2 separate regions of the Sus scrofa genome follow, and region 1 is linked to region 2. A link is a contact called in public HiChIP or PLAC-seq data. All regions are on one chromosome and are shown on one strand. The core of a region is the stretch at or near the end of the contact, and the rest is flanking DNA. Distances in the headings are between cores, read along the strand shown.

Region 1 (2,700 bases), core at 34-2,533, 150 kb before region 2:
GAGAATTAGACGAGACCACGTAGGTGTGTTAGAATGTATGTTTCAGACCCTCCAAAACCAAAGCTTGTAAGAGGCTGGGAAGCAGGAGGATGAGTAAGCAGAATCAACAGGGATCCTGTCAAAGCCCAGAGGCTGGAAATGTCAAGGGAAGGGCCTTCCCGGGCAGCCCTGATGTGGAAGCAAGAAGATGCAAGGCCTTAGGCTAGAGGTATCTGTCCATCAGTCAAATCCCCAAGCCTCGGTTTCCCCATCATTGAAATGTATGCCCCACCTAGGCCTCTGTGCCCCTGACCACAAATCCCTCTTAACTCTCCAAAGGTGGCCCCCAAGGCGGAGGGCAGCTTCCAGAAGGCAGAGAAGGGCTCAGCTTGCGCCCTCTCCCACACCCCATGATGTCTAACACAAGGCACCCAGAGCTCACGAAGGAAGGAGGAAGGGCTGGAGAGAGGTTGCCAGGCACAGCTCTGGTGTGTGCATGCACGCACGCATGCAGGGGTGTGAGAAGGAAGCGGGCAGCTCTGCAGTCTGCAGGGAGCAAGACTCTCTCTCACACAAAAGCAAAGTGAACAAAGCGGCAGAGAAGCAGACAGCCCCATCCCTGGGGAGAGGACCTCGGGAGGACGGCACCCACCATGGCCAGTCGAAACGGGAAAAGGCACACGGCCCCCAGGAGCCCCAAGGCAGAGGTCTGAACCCTCTGGCCGTGGTTTCCCAGTGTGGGAGCCAGGCAAGATGAGCTCATGGTACAGCCCCTCCAAGGAGCATCTTAGGGGCCATTTCTGCAGCACCCACACTGACCTCTACCCCAGGGACCCCCTGGAGGGTCACAGGAAGCCAAGAACTGGGGAGACCCCAAAGGAGAAACAGACCCAGAGTGGGGTTCACTGTGGTCACAGCCTAAAGACTCCGGGCGCTCCGGCCGGAAGCATGAGAACCCTCCTAGAGTTAACAAAGCACTTCAACCCCGTCTGCTCCCTCTACATGGGCACTTGTCCCCCTGTGGTCCAGGCAGCCTCCTGGGTCTGTGACGCTTGGTCTGGGGGAGCGGGAAGTCGAGAGAATTCAGTCTACTTGAGAGCGTGTTGACAAGACCGCAGCATCCCAGTGCATGGCCAGCGTGCGTCCCCACACCCGAGAACAGGGTCACGTGCAGAAGTATCCGTTTGTGACAAAGTGGAAATGAAACAGACTGGTCCTTCCCACAGAGTCTGATAAACACTGATCTAGGGCAGGAGTCAGCAAACGAGGCCCGAGGCCAAAGCCAGGCTCAGCCCATTGCGTCAAGTGTCACTGGCACACAGCCACGGCCATTCCTGTCCGCGTTGGCTGAGCTGCTTTCGCGCTAGGACGGTGGCAGCACCGAGGAGTTGTGACAGAGACTGCGTGGTCCGGAAAGCCTGAAATATCTCCAGGGGAGATTTGCCAATCCCTCTTCTAGAGGAAAAGCCCACAGTGCACCCTGGGGGCCATTTGGAAAAGGACCTTAACAGGCAGGTTGTCATCATGCCAGCATCATCAGAATCATCATCACTGCGCTGTAACGTGCATGCGGAAGCCTCCGCACAATCAACTAGATCCTCACAGTCTTCTAACCACCCTCTCTCAACCGATGGGAAACTGAGGCACGGGGCGCTAAGGCCACTTGTTTCACAGCTAAGACATCACCGAGGCAGGATGTGAAGGAGCAATCTGGCTCCAGAGCCTGCGCTCTTAAACACCCTTCTAACACAAAGGCACAGAGAGGTTAAGTAACTTGCCGAAGGCCACACAGCAGGAAGGAACCGTGCTGGGATTCAGACCCTACATCTTTTGACCTTAACACATTCATTCAGCGTGAGGCTTGCAGGAACTCAAGGGCGCTTTGGGGGTACCAGGGAACTTGGGGGAGAAGGCAGAATTGAGCTGGGCTGTGGAGAGCTGGAAAGGACCTTAACAGGCAGGAAAGGAGACAAGGAGGGGAAGGTGTGTTGGGACCCTCAATCCTGGGAGATCTTCAGTGCCAGGGGTCTGCCAGGACCCTCAGGGAAAGATGTGGGGTCCTGATACTGTGGGGGAGGGAAGAGGAGACCATAGAGATGGAGGGAACAGGGCACAGAGAGGTTCTGCAAGTGGAGCAGGTGAGACTGAGCGAGCCTTGCATGGAGACTGGCTTGGAGTGTGCCTGAGGCCAGGGCAGGGGAAGCAGGGGCTTTCCAGGGTCTGCAAGCACAGCCGGAATTCACTCTCCATCTGCACTGGCATAAGACACCAGGCGGCCCAGAGATGACGCAGGCCAAAGCACAGGCCTGTCTCTGAGTCCAGACCCTCCTCAGTCTCCTGCCACCCACCAGGAGAAAGGAGATGACTGCCACATGCAGACACCACCCCCCAGGCACCTTGTGGACATTCGCCAGTGATGCTCAGGCCCACAAGGCTCCTAGTGCCAATGGCTGCACCCAGGGATTAAGTGAGCAGCCCAAGGCCATTCAGCAAAATGGGAGGAACAGGGGTTTAAAGCCATATCTGGAGGTCTTTCCGGCTCCTGGGAGGCCTTGCTATCAAAGCAGCTCCATGCCCAGGATGCCTGGGAAGATGCCTCCAGGGCCAGGAGGTGCCACCCTGGATAGAAGCCTATCTGGAGCGTGTGTGGGAGGGAGCTGAGTCCTGGGAAGGTCACGGATAACTGGGTCCAGGCCCCACCCCGTGATCCCAGCAGACCTC
Region 2 (2,700 bases), core at 73-2,572:
ACATTTAGGGTCTGTGCGGTTCGCCCGGGATGGTCTCTCCATCTCAATGTCCTTAGTCACATCTGCCAGGCTCCTTTTGCCTGGGCATCTTCAGGGGGCGCTATTCTGCCCACTGTGTGCATTACCAACAGCCTTGCAAGGGCCCTTTCCGCCCACCACATTTCTGTCTCTCTCCTGTGCCAGCACATGCTGATTTGCTTCATTCTTTTCGGCCTGATGGGCACTTGCACAGCAACTGCCTGTTAAAAACCACGCTGGCAATGTTCATAGGGAAACCATCAGAGTTCTGGGCTCCCCTGGGAGCAGAGAGGGGAGCTGGCTAGCTCTGAGAAAGAGTTCTGGAAAATATTGAGCCTTCCCACGGCCAAACTCTCCTCTGGAGGTGCTTCCAAGTCCCCCAGATCCCCCAAGTCAGAGGTGGCTGGTGCAATGTGAGATGTGACCCCAAAGCTGGGATCTGGGGACAAAATGGCATATAAGCAGAGGTCAGTGTACAGTGGGAGAAAGGAAATAAAGTGTCCTTGTTTTCGGGTCACGTGCAGAATGATCAGTGCCTGAATGGACCTACTTAAAATTCAACTGTTTCCTTACATTTACATTTGTCGTTTATGCAGCCTCACATTAGCTACGCTGGTTAACTTTCTTTTTTTTATTTTTATTTTTTCAATTATAGTTGATTTATAGTGTTCTGCTAATTTCTACTGTACAGCAAAGTGACCCAGTCATACATATACATATATATTCTTTTTTTTTTTTTTTTGCTTTTTAGGATTGTACCCATGGCATGTGGAGATTCCCAGGCTAGGGGTCTAATTGGAGCTACAGCTGCCACAACCACAGCAACGCCAGATCTGAGCAGCATCTGCGACCTACACCAGACCTCACGGCAACACCAGATTCTGAACCCACTGATCGAGGCCAGGGACTGAACCTGCAACCTCATGGTTGGATTCATTTTCGCTGCTCCATGACGGGAACTCCTATATATTCTTTTTCTCACATTATCCTCCATCATGTTCCATCACAAGTGACCAGATATAGTTCCCTGTGCATATTGTAAACAGTGAGTGCTGCAATGAAGATACAGGTGCATGTATCTTTTTCAATGAAAGTTTTGTCTGGATATATGCCCAAGAGTGGGATTGCTGGTTCTATGTTTAGTTTTCTGAGGTACTTTCATCTGTTTTCCATAGTGGTTGTACCAAGCTGGTTAACTTTCGGTTGCCCCTCCAGACCCTCCCTGCTCTGTTTATCAGGAGGCTGACCCTGTGGACTACATTTCCCAGGATCCCTTGCACTCTGGCTTCCTTCCAGAATCAGCCAATGGGAAGCACCAAGGAAAGATAGAAGGGTGGGAGAAGAAAAAGGGTGAGGTACTTCCCCGGTACTGCCTTTCCTGCCTGACCGTAACTGGAACAGGGGCTGTGTTCTTCTGCTGAAGGACCCTTCTGTCAGATGGCCCCTGTCCTCCAGCTCCAGCTCTCTCTGGGTTCCAGTAGCTACTTCCTGTCCATGCAGCCTATGGGTAATAACAGCTTCTTGTTTTCAGGAGCCCTGGGCACTGCACAATTTCTTCTTGGGTTCCCTCCACAGACCTCACCTCCACCTTTGTAGGCTGTCCCTTCACTAACTCTCCCAGTTACTCCATTTGAGAACTGGGACTCAGACAGATACAGTGAACAATGATATTTGTGACACTGCAGGTTTGCTGCACAGTTACAACGTGTGAACACACATTGAAATAAATACTAATTATTAAAGCCAAAAAAAATACTGTGGTGTTCTACTTAAAATCATCTCATTTCATATCATTGGTATTCATGGCACTTGGGACATTGTCATGGAATAAGCTCTATTACAGGGATGATAAAAAGCTTGTGGTGGCCATTATGGCTCAGTGGGTTAAGAACCCGACATAGGGTCCATGAGGATGAGGGTTCGATCCCTGGCCTTGCTCAGCAGGTTAAGGGTCCAGTGTTGCTGCAAGCTGCAACATAGGTCAAAGATGCAGCTCAGATCTGAGGCTGTTGTGGCTGTGGTGTAGGCTGGCAGCTGCAGCTCTGATTTGACCACTAGGCTGGGAAATTCTGTATGCTGCAGGTGCAGCCATAAAAAAAAAAAAGAAAAAGAAAAAGAAAAGGAAGAAAGAAAAAAGAAGTAGGATAAAACAAAGCTTATTTGACCTAAGCATGGGGACCAAATAATCATACATCCTGAGGGAGTGGGGTGCAGCTTGCCAAGGTCAGGCTGCACTAGGGATATGGACTGGGGGGAATAATGGAGGAAGATAAAGTCCGTGTAAGCACTCTGGGTACCACTAAATTGTTGGAGTCTGGTATTTCCAATGGGAAACTTACCATTTTTGTAAATAACTGCTTATATGAGGCTGTAACCATGCACTGCTCAGAATTCTTGCTTGCAAGTGACAGAGACCAACTCAAGTTACTATATTAGGTTCCTCGATTGCTGTAACAACATGCCAAAAACTGGGCATCTTAAAACAAGAGGAATTCATTGTCTTACAATTCTGGAGGCCAGAAGTCTGAAATCAAGGGGTCAACAAGGCCATACTCTGATGGTTCTGGGGAAGAACACTTCCTTCCTCTTCTAGCTTCTGGTTTTGCCGGCAACCCTAGGTGTTCCTTGGCATCCTAGTCATACGGCATGGTCCCTTTGAGTCATCTTCCCTCTGTGCATGTC

What was found. HiChIP or PLAC-seq counts read pairs in DNA pulled down with a chosen protein or histone mark.
Region 1: a contact with region 2 is called in an H3K27ac HiChIP or PLAC-seq map of alveolar macrophages. The contact joins two enhancer-like sites. A contact is called at or near these places in 1 of 47 Hi-C or Micro-C datasets (epiblast stem cells) and 2 of 2 datasets of contacts at active chromatin or transcription factors (alveolar macrophages and skeletal muscle).

The regions. Positions count from the first base shown.
Region 1 is chr14:28,665,989-28,668,688 of Sscrofa11.1, reverse strand. The region is part of intron 3 of NCOR2 (nuclear receptor corepressor 2); the gene reads right to left. Among named protein-coding and RNA genes, the nearest start is that of NCOR2, 25 kb to the right of the region's middle. Within about 2 kb of position 1,283, at least 36 of the 83 cell types and tissues checked have an H3K27ac peak or open chromatin away from gene starts, as enhancers often do. A contact at or near this core is called in alveolar macrophages, where this site is marked.
Region 2 is chr14:28,515,778-28,518,477 of Sscrofa11.1, reverse strand. No RefSeq gene overlaps it. Among named protein-coding and RNA genes, the nearest start is that of NCOR2, 130 kb to the left of the region's middle. Within about 2 kb of position 1,322, at least 14 of the 83 cell types and tissues checked have an H3K27ac peak or open chromatin away from gene starts, as enhancers often do. A contact at or near this core is called in alveolar macrophages, where this site is marked.